Regions from separate parts of the Mus musculus genome. Here region 2 is linked to region 1. A link is a contact called in public HiChIP or PLAC-seq data. All regions are on one chromosome and are shown on one strand. The core of a region is the stretch at or near the end of the contact, and the rest is flanking DNA. Distances in the headings are between cores, read along the strand shown. Region 1 holds the start of 1700019C18Rik (RIKEN cDNA 1700019C18 gene). Region 2 overlaps Cdyl (chromodomain protein, Y chromosome-like).

Region 1 (5,408 bases), core at 1,142-3,641:
CCCATGGGGCTTCTGGCGGAAGCCAGCTGTGTGTGGACAGGCCCGTGTCTCCCTGCTTTTGATATCTCCTGACAGTCAGAAAGGGAAGTGTCAACAGGCAAGGGGAAGTACAAGAGAGCTTGAGGGTTGGCAGCTCTGGCTTTGAAAGTCTCCAGTGGTGTAGATAGTGCTTAGATAAACAGCCCATTCACCATGTGTGCTTCCCTTAAAGGGAGGAATGAAGCTGGAAGTCAAGGTCACGCTAATAGTGTCTTCACACAAGACCTTCATAGACTCACACCAGCACAGTGTCTGCACACAAGACCTTCATAGACCCACAGCAGCACAGTGTCTTCACACAAGACCTTCATAGACCCACACCAGCAGTGTCTACACACAAGACCTTCATAGACCCACACCAGCAGTGTCTACACACAAGTCAGGCTCTACAGATCCCCCTCTGGAACAGAAGGACTTCCTCCCCAGCTTCAGGTGTCACCAGCAGACTGCCTTCAGTTGCCAACTTTTCTCCAGAAATACCTCAGTGACAAAAGCCTTATGGACCAAAACCAGGATTCCTTCTTAGTCAGGCTGTACTCAGTACCATGTAGAAGATAACTGGTCATCAGAGAGAGAGGGAGAAAGAGAGAGGAAGATAGAAAGGAAAAGGAAGAGGGGGACGGGGGAGGGGAGAGGGGGAGGGGGAGGGAGAACAAACCAGAGAGGAAATGGCCTTGGGTTTGTGACCAGCTGCACTGACAGTGGCTGTGAGGTAGATGGCATGAACAGAGATCCTCAGTCAGAGCATCATGGTCAGCCTGGGAGAGGTGGTCAGTACAGAGGCTAATGTGCCAGTGGAGCCACAGCAGGCAGGAACCAGGGCCCTCATCTGTACCATTTAAGCATCTCTCTGGGGACCCGACCAATAGGATATGGTAGATGAGATGTTATCTGTTGTAGAAGCTTCTCTGCGTACTCATGGAGACCGAAGACCTCTAGCTCAGTCCACACCAGCACTGTTTTTGTGAGACTTCACTCTTTTATTTCAGTGGTTAGAACATTCCTGTTTTATTAAACCAACGAGGGCAGATTGTGGGCTTTTGGCATGGCTCACCCATATTCACTTGGAGATGTTTAGTTTATGCAGAGTTGATGACTCCATCCTTCAGTGCAGGGTGGGATCACTTTCCTGACCAGCTTGTTCTTTCTAAAAACAAGAATAAATTGTAGAATGTGGATTTTGTTTTTATCCAGAAAAATAGAAGATATGTTTCCCCCCCACACAAGTTCATTTCACTTTATATATTTGTAATTAATAGTATGTGTTTCAAATAGTGTGAGTTTTAGACACCACCCGCCCCAAGAGAATAAGGACAGTCACATGATGATTCAAATACTTCTACTTGCGTGGCCTGAGGCTCCTCCCATAGAGTTTACAAGTTCCTGTGATGAGCAGCTTGTCTTTGTCCACCATAACCAAAGAAAGGCTTATAAACCACACTGAAAGGCACGGACTGGGACAAGAATCATAGGAATGGAGAAGGGATGGGTGCAAGTGACACTGCATATTAACTTGATGACTGCCCTGGAGAATGCATTGATAGAAAGTCAGGGAACTTCACTCAAACCCAGCACGAATCAATTTTGTAGCCCTGGAAACGACCAGAATTCTGACTTTGCTCTCTGCTGCCCGGCAGTACACAGGAGAGATGTGACAAGCTGATCTGGAATCCACTCCTAATCTCACAACAAAGAGTGCTCACCTGCTACTGTAGCATCTATAGGTCCATGACTGTGTTAGAGATCCATGCAGTGTCAGGAAAGGTTAGGGACATAAGAAAGGACTGCCAGCAGCAGGGGACAGTTGGTGACCAGAAACAACAGAGTTCCCTGTCTAATATTTTACCTGTGATTTTCTTCCATGCTGTTGGCTGTGGGTGGCTCCTGTCTATTCCTTACTTATTCATAGTAAGGAATAGACAGGAGGTTGATTGCTAAGCCACTGGGCATGGGAGGAAGGGAAGGAGCTCTGAGTGGGTCAGGGGACCCAGGTGTGAAAGAAACTACCTTGCCTGATAAGAGGCAGGAGTTATTGGTTTGTGGGGAGGGAGGAATGACAAGGAAGAACTAGGTCCAGTTTTAGTCTGTAGTGGTTTACATGGTCCCGATCACTGAGGGGAACTTACCAGTTGTACGATGAAAAGCCAGCCACTATGTGTGTTTTCAATTCTTTGAGGTGTTGTATTATTTACTTCTCCAGTGGCTGCCATAAACTATCTGAACAAATACAATGTAAGGGGGTGAAGTGTTATTTTGCCTCGAGGTTCAAAGGTACCATCCACCATGACAAGGCCGGCATAGTGAGCAGCAGGAGCTTGAGGCATGCGCAGTCAGGAAGCAGGGAGTGTTGACTGCTGGTGCAGTTTGAGGCATGCGCAGTCACGAAGCAAGGCGTGTTGACTGCTGGTGCAGTTTGACGCATGCGCAGTCAGGAAGCAAGGAGTGTTGACTGCTGGTGCTCAGCTCGGTTTCACCTTTCTATCCTGTTATGCATTTAGGGTAAGTCTTCCCACCTTGATTAACTTGTCTAGGAAATCCTTCACTGATGCGCCCAAAGAATTGTCTCCTGGGTAATTCTAGACCATGTCAAATTTAAAGTCAATATGAACCATCACCACAGGTGTGCTGCAGAAACACACGTCTGGCCCTTCTAGAATGCGCTGCTCATCAGAGACCGTCTTTAAGTCTGTTTTAAGTTCATGTGGCTGGGCCAGGATCTCATCCACAGATGGAACAGGAAAGCAGGTTCTTTGGCTGCTGTCTAAACCAGGCCTTCATCTGGATGAGAGCCCAGCTCTGACACAGGCCAATAGCCAGACAGTTCAGGGACTAAGGGAGCTTGCAGGCCAACAGTCATCACGGCTTCTTCTACCCCATCAGCAGGCCTCAAGAGGCTCTCCCACTGGGGACCTACCCTCCTGATCCTAGTGCAGAGCATACAGGGAACATGAGCCTGTGAAAAGGCAAAGTAAGGGCACTTTGCCTCACAGTCTAGATGGCTCAGCAAATAAATGTTAAGTTACCTACATACAGAGTGAATGGAAGGCCGCAGAAAGCAAGTCGCAGCAAACAGCCACATCGACTGACAGACACAAGAGGGTGGAGACTGTCCTCTACAAAGTCACCAGATCATGTGTTTCACACCAGGGAGGTATATAAAGGGCTGAATGGGTAACAGGGATACGTGGCAGTGTGGGGGTAGAGGAAGGAAAAGAGATGGGATGCGCCTGTGTAGCAAAAGAAAATTCAACTTGCCCTCTCTCTTTATTCTAGAATCTTCCTTTCAGCTTTTAAGTTGATTTTATCATTAATCAGATTGAATATTCTTGGGCCCTTGTTAAAGATAAAGTCTCAGCCTCTAGTCTAGCATTTAGGGGGTTCCCATATGCCAATTGCAAATGCAGCAAAAGTAAGAAACAGCCCTGACTTTGGATAGAGGATATCCTGGTTTGTTCTGTCTTTGGTCCATCTTTATCTGGACAATCCCCTACAGTGTCACTAACCCACTCTCTCCTGTCTTTCCCTTATCTCCACTTCTTAAGTCCAATGTTCATGTCTCTCCTCACCCCAAGCCTTCCCAGTTATCCAGAACTCAGGAGTCTGTCCCCGCCCCACTGCAAATCTTCCATAGAACTTAATAGCAAACGTGAAGAGTTCCAAGTCCAGACTAAAGTTCCAGATCTTTCTATGATTGCGAGATCTTCTTATAGGAGACACAAAACCTTTCTGTCCTTGGATTTCTTTTTCTGAAAAAGAGTCGTAAGTTTCCTGGGAGAACGTAGATGGTTTTAGGTTGAAGAAGGAATGCAGATATCTGAGTGGCAGACATGTAGAAAAGAGCCAGTGTTGGTTTCACGTCCTCTGCTCATTCTTTTGCCATTTTATCACAGCTTCAGCTCCATGGCATCTTTATATGAGGGGTTGTTTGCTTTTGTGATTCTTAGTCTGAATTTCTGGCACCCAGAAACCCTCCTGCTTTGCCTCCCTTGTACCTGGGACTTTAGATGTATAACACTGTACTCAGCTTATGTATAATTTTATGTTTTATATGTCAAATCATTCGCTGGTATCTTTGGGTTTTTGATCTGTAGATTTAACCAACTGTGGACTGAAAATATCCTAAAAAATAAACGTGTGCCTGTTCTACAAATTTGTAGACTTTTTCTTGTCAATACTTTAAAAAACTATAACAAATATTATATTATATTATATATTACATGAAATCTATAGGTAGTTGAACATATGTGTGAGAGCATATATAGATTCTGTGCAAATACCAAACTACTTTATATACTGGGCTTGAGCACCTGTGGCTTTTAGTATCTTTGATGGGTAAAGGAACCACCTCCATCAAACACACACACATACTCTCTCTCTCTCTCTCTCTCTCTCTCTCTCTCTCTCTCTCTCTCTCTCTCTCTCTCTTTCTTTGGTGTCTGTGTCTGCATGTGTGTATGCATGACGGGTGTAGTATTATTTGATCAACTCCCTGACAGAGTTGACTGGATTCACATTTCAGGAGGTCTATAACTTTCTGCCTAGTGCTAGGCACTTGGAGTCAAAGAGATGAGTTTATATTCCTAATGTGAACCCTTGTCATGTGTTTCTTTGTAGAGTCATCACAACTATTTTTAATGGAGACGTAAAGCAAAAACAAACAAAAACTGCTTCTCCACAGGGTGACAGCATGCACAGACACGGTGATGTGGGACAGCTGCTGTACGAACATTTGCTGCATCCTATCTTAGGTTTGAAGACTGTGAAATGCCTTCATACTGATTATTCCAGTTTTAAGCTTAGCATATTTCAAATGCGACTAGATATAAAAAGGCTGGATCCTCAAATCAGAAATGCTAGGGAGTGATTGTGTATGACTTGGAAGCCTTAATAGCCTATTTCCTTCCTATGTGACTGAGGGTGTACGTATGTGTGTGTGTGTGTGTGTGTGTCTATGTGTCTATGTGTGTGTGTGTGTGTGTGTGTGCACGTGTGAGTAGGTTCATGTTCATGTTTATGTATGCCTGTGTATGTGCCCTTGTGTGTGTGTATGTGTGTGTGACTACATGTCTGTGTTTGTGTATGTGCATGTGTGTATGTATGTCTATGCGAGTGTGTGTCTGTATGCATGTGTGTGTGTGTGTGTGTGTGTGTATCACATGGGATGCAGAAAGTGCCTAGGCAACTCCTTAAAAGGAAAACAAAGCAAGCAGAAACCAACTGATTACATTTCTGAAATTCTAATATATATTAATAGAGATATAAAATTGAATTTACAAAAAATTGAGTTGTATATGAATGCTAAATCAGGAATCCTCACATAAAGCCAGATTTATTTCCTGATACCCATCTTGGAGGTAGAATGAGCTCAG
Region 2 (5,408 bases), core at 841-3,340, 540 kb after region 1:
GGGTCTTGGGTCATGAGCCTTGGGAGAGCATAAAGTGTGAGGTGAATTTATGCAAAGGTATGTGTTGGAATGAACTGCCTAGAAGGTCTTCTTCAGAGCTTTGGCATATAGGTGGTAAAGTTAAAGTCATTTTTATGGTCTGTGTTGTACAGTTTTCTCCCAAGCCATTGCTCTGTATTCCATAGACCTGGGGAGGGTTGCTATGAGACGTTTTGAAATGGTCCGGGAAGGTGAGCCGTGTTAGTGGCTTGGTGGGGCCTGTGATCTCCTGCTGCTTGTATGTGTGTTCCCAAGCTTGTTATAAGAAGCAGGATCCTGTGCATTGTCTTCTAGGACAATCCTTAACTGGAAGAAGTATGAGCTGATTTGGTGATGTGTGAGCGAGGTTTGAAATGGCCAGAGCATCTTTTGTCAGTGATTGTCTCCAGTGCTTTAGAGCGTTCAGGCGGCCTAGCTTCCTGCTGGTTGCTCAGGGGTGCTGTGTGCCCCAACTCAGCCCCTGCTTAGAGAGCCATGGTCAGTGGCAGCAGCTAGCACAGAATGCTTGTAGCACAGTCAGTGCTTGTAGCACAGTCAGTGCTTGCTTCTGAGGGCTCGCTGCCTTACCCGGGAACAAAGCTGTCAGGAAGCTGTGTCTTCCAGAGTGCTGTAGTTTGCCTCAGAACTGTCCTCCAGAGGCCTGCTTCTTAAAGGCTTGATAGATCACGAACCTGTGGCCTTATTGGAAAGTGCTGGGCCCTTTAGAATGGGGTGGCGTGGGTGTGGTTGGAGGAAAACTTGATCCCTGGGGGCTGTCTTGGAAGGAACTATTAGGATTCTGGCCACCCCCACCCCCACCCCCCTCTGCTTTCTAACCACCATGAAGTGAGCAGCTAGTTCTACTTCAGGTTTCACCGTCTCACCACAGGCTCTAGATGCAATCCTGTTTATGTCCACCGTGGTCATCTGCCTTGGGTACTGACAGGCTCCCTTGTCTGAGTTTTCTTGTTCCTGGGTCCTGTCTCTGACTTGACTTGATTCCCCACCAGGCCTTCTGCTCTAACTCTCAACTTTGGCTCTGCACTTACTGTCTTGCAGAGCTCTGGACCAGAACACAGGGGCCTAACTCCCACTTTATTTACCTATGTTTTTATCTGTGTGTTCTAAGAGTTTCCTTTTTCTATGAAGTACAGTGTAAGCAGCTGAGCTCAAACTGACTGCCGTTGTCTTCTGACTGGTATATACTCCCCCCTGATTCGAAGATATCCAGATAATGCTTTGAGCCTAAAGAAGAGGTGATCACATGAGTGTGTGTGTGTGTGTGTGTGTGTGTGTGTGTGTATGTGTGTGTGTGTGTGTGTATGTGTGTGCGCGCGCTCACAAAAGTGTGTGGGGGTGTAGTTCACTAGCAGATGATTTGTGCTTTTCCTCTCAGACTGTAACAGAGAATGCCGTAGCATCTGTAGTTGGATACCCAAAATGGACAGTTTTCATCCCTCTCTCTGTTGTGCTTCTTCCTGTTCATGCTGTTTGGCTCTACTTGGCCCGAAGAAGGCTCAAGTACCTATTAGGAGTTGTCAAAAGCTTTTAAGAAGTGGGGCCTAATGGGAGGTCCTTAGGTCACTGTGGGGCATGTTCTTCACAGGGATAGTGAGAACCTGTGTTCTCTTGCCTCCTAGCTGGTAGGTGAACAATTGTCTTTCAGCGCGTGCTCCCTGCCACAGCCTGAAGCAAATCAGCTGTGGGCCGAAAGTAAATCTTAATTCTGTAAGCGATTCTCTCAGGCATTGCGCCACAGGAATGGAAAGCCGTGATCCACACATCCATACCTGTGTTGTCTTAATTTATAAATTAGGCATGGTAAGAGAGTAGGCAATATTCTCTAGCGAGTTTTATGGCTGTGTGCTCCCTTGTTGGCATATGCACCCTGTCAGAGTGCCTGTTTGTAGTGGTACAGTTTCACTTGAAGGAGTATTTTATATCTCTGTTTGACACGTCTTAATTCCTAATCTCTGGGGCCATTATGTAAAATACGAGTTCCTTAACTGTGAGCCCTGTGGTAACTGATAGTTTTACAGCCCAGATGGCTATCAGGTGACTAATGGTGGGTAGTATATACAGTCAGGATACATTTTATGGGGGCTGATGGGCACACGCAGGCTTCTGTGGGGTTGCATCATGCTGTCACTGTGGTGTGGAGTTAGTTCTGCTCTCTTGTTCTTTTTTACCACTCCCCTATCTACCTCAGAAAGATCTTCAGATTAGCATGTCACTAAGGTTCTACTCCTACATGCCTTCTGAGTGTGGTTTGGTTAAATGGATGAATACATATCTGTCAATTCCTTCCTGAGTAGCTTCAGATTTATAGTGGTTATGCAGAATAAAACTTAAAATGTCACAGAATACATTTCTTTTTTGTTTGGTTGGTTGTTTTTTTGTTTGTTTGGTTGGTTTTTTTTGAAACTTTGTTTACTCTCTGTGTAGCCCTGGCTGTCTTGGAACTTACTCTGTAGATCAGGCTAGCTTCAAACTCAGATCTGTCTGCCTGTGCCTCACAAGTGCCGGGATTAAAGATGTACGCCATCACCACCTGGGCTGCAATTAAAAAATTGTTTTAAATTGTACGGGTGCGTCACGTGTGCACTTAGTTGCACGTGTCATGATGTACAGAGGTCAGAAGATAACTTGGTGGAGTCTGTTCTCTCCTTTAGGGATAGCATTGATGTGGATTTCTTCGCTTCCACTTTGACGTTGATTCTAGGGTTCAAGCCCAGGTCTGCCAGGCTTATGTGGCAAGCACCTTTACCTACTGGACCATTTTGCTGGTCCCGAAAATGAGACCTTGTTGAGATAGATGTTCTCATGTTGGTAGGAGGGAATCAGATGTTAACCGTTAGAGCTCGGTAGCTGTAGGGACACCCAGTAAGTACTCCCTCCCCTGTTGTGAGAAGGCAGGCCCCAGGGGGGAAAGGAGCACTGGGTCAGCGTGGTGGTCAGCGTGGTGGTAGGGAGCAGCTGTTCTAACATTTTTCAGAGTCACAATTTCACTAAAGGGGAGGGTGAAGCCTTGGGAGCTCGCCTTGGGGCTTCTGTGGCTTACTCTGCCGCAGTGGAGGGTTGTGGGTGACCTGAGAGGCTGCTTCAGTAGTGGGTCAGGACTCTCCCCACTACTGGGGTGAAGCACAGTAACCCTGTGTGTACCCTCTGATAAGACCAAAGATTGGACCGCCCCCCTGCGTTCCCCAGCTCTTGCTCTAGGTAATGGGTGGAGAGTAAAGATAGGATGGAAATACGCATCCGTTTTCTGGGGGGTTGGGACTGCAGTCCTCCGCTCTGACATGGGAGGTCACATCTGAGTGTGGCCCTCATTTACCTGTGCATGACAGCAACCGTCCTTGCCTTGCCCATTATTAGCGATGTTCTTCAGGGATCCAGGGTCTAGCCGATTTGCCCTTTGGACTGGCCAGTGGCCACAACCCCTTCTGTAATGTGCCATGAGCCAGTCTCTCCATGTCCATGTAGCTGGAGCTGCTGTTCCCACAGTCTCTGGGTGCTTCTGCATTATTCCAGGGATTGCCCAGTGGGATGGCTTCATGTAGTGGACTCCTTGGGGGGTCGTATGTTCAGATAACCTGTATATCAGATACTTACGTTATGATTCGTAACAGTAGCAACCTTACAGTTATGATGCAGCAATGGAATGATTTTGTGGTTGCAGTCATCACAGCATGAGGAACGGTTATTAGGAAGGTTCAGAGCCACTGATTGGATCTAGAAGATCTTTGGCTGGGGAGGGTGTGCTTTAAACATCCCCTAGGAAGGTGGAAGCTCCAGGAGACAGACGTTATCCGTGTTCCCACTTGGCTCAGAGCCAGCCTTTTGCTTCTGGCCAGCATTTCCCTTTGAGCATTCCTCCCAAACCGAGAGGAAAATTTGGTTATTGAGCCCAAAGACCATGCTATCCTTAAGAGCCCTTCTAGAACTCCCTGTTTGTAATCAGAGCATACTGGAGCTGGAGATAGGATCTAGTTAGCCTAGGCTACATAGGGAGATCTGTTTCAAAAGAAAAGAGTCTTCATGAGTTTTAGAGGGCTGATATACCAGTGTGTGCAAGAGTCTGCTGCTCTTAAGAATAGTTGATGATCAGCTTGGGAGCCTGGAGTTGTTCCCAAAGCCGTCATGTTCCCCTGGCACTCTAACATCAGCAGGGCGCTCTAGAGAGAAGGCAGCCAGTGATTGGCATCTCCAGGCCCTGAAGGTAGCAGCCTCTTGAGTCTTGAACTTTGTTGAGCGTGGACTACAAAGGGCTGGGTATTTGAGAAGTTTTTATATATCAGTGGCAAAATGAACTCAGAGTGACATGTGTCCCATAGCTTTGCAGGAAACACTTATGGTGTCTATGTCTGGTCATGGAGAGAGATGGGAGTGAGTGGAGAGAAGATTGATGCTGGCTCTCCTCTCTCTTTTTCCTCAACAACTGTTCCTTTAGCCCCGTCCCTCTTCATGCTCTACCACTAAGAAAGGTTCTGTACTGGTTTTTATGAGCACCATCAGGTGAACAACACAGTCCTTCCATCTGTCTGCAGCTGTGGTTCTCAACCTTCCTCATGCCGTGGCCCTTCACGGCTCCAACTTTGTCATTGCTACTTCATAACGAATTTTGCTACCATTGTGGATTGCAATGTACATATCTGACTTACAGGGTATCTGATGTATGACCCCAAAGAGGTCACCACCCACAGAATCACTGATCTAAAAGAAGCAACTTCCAAACTAAATGGCTGCTTTCCTGTAGATTCTTTGTCCTCAATGGAAAACCAGTTGCCTGCTCCCTCAGCACACCATCGCAAGACACAAAGAGTTAAGGTTTCAGGTGAGGCAGGATGTCCAGATTCTCTCAGAATCTCTCAGCCAGATTCCAGGCTGAAATAGAACATGGCTAGGTAGCCAAGGAAGACCTTGTACCTCTTTTATTTCAATCCTAAAATAAAATTATACAATATATTTTGGTCATATTATTCCTCTTTCTGAGCTTTCAGGTCCCCTCATCCTTACAACTGATGGTCTTTTTCTCAAACACCTGCCAACACATGAAACACATAGAGTCCATACCATGTTGGCCAACTATTCTTGCCCATTCCAACTGGAGTGTGGTTAATATACCCAGTGCCAATCCATTGAAGAAAACCAACACACACACAAGCTATCAATTGCAAATAGCTTCTTGGTTAGGGGTGGGACTTGGTGCCCACTTCACATTCTCCAACCTGGGACTTCTCTGGCTTGAAAGCTTACTGTGGTGACCTTGAGTGCTTCTCATGCCTCCATTTCCCAAGTGCTGGCCTTACAGGTCTGTGCCACTGTACAGGCCTGGGTAGTATTGGGGATCCCACCTAAGAAAGAGTTTGTTGCTTCACAAATTACATCCC

What was found. HiChIP or PLAC-seq counts read pairs in DNA pulled down with a chosen protein or histone mark.
Region 2: an H3K27ac HiChIP or PLAC-seq map of embryonic fibroblasts shows a contact between it and region 1, with 4 times the contacts expected there. The contact joins the enhancer-like site here to the promoter of 1700019C18Rik in region 1. A contact is called at or near these places in 1 of 484 Hi-C or Micro-C datasets (bone marrow-derived macrophages) and 11 of 115 datasets of contacts at active chromatin or transcription factors (bone marrow-derived macrophages, craniofacial prominence, embryonic fibroblasts and 7 more).

The regions. Positions count from the first base shown.
Region 1 is chr13:35,209,657-35,215,064 of GRCm38.p6, forward strand. 1700019C18Rik (RIKEN cDNA 1700019C18 gene) reads right to left here and starts at 2,392. Exons shown (of 2, transcript NR_126478.1): 1 at 2,166-2,392; 2 at 1,004-1,186.
Region 2 is chr13:35,753,966-35,759,373 of GRCm38.p6, forward strand. All of the region lies in intron 3 of Cdyl (chromodomain protein, Y chromosome-like), which reads left to right. Among named protein-coding and RNA genes, the nearest start is that of Cdyl, 97 kb to the left of the region's middle. Within about 2 kb of position 2,091, at least 48 of the 459 cell types and tissues checked have an H3K27ac peak or open chromatin away from gene starts, as enhancers often do. A contact at or near this core is called in embryonic fibroblasts, where this site is marked.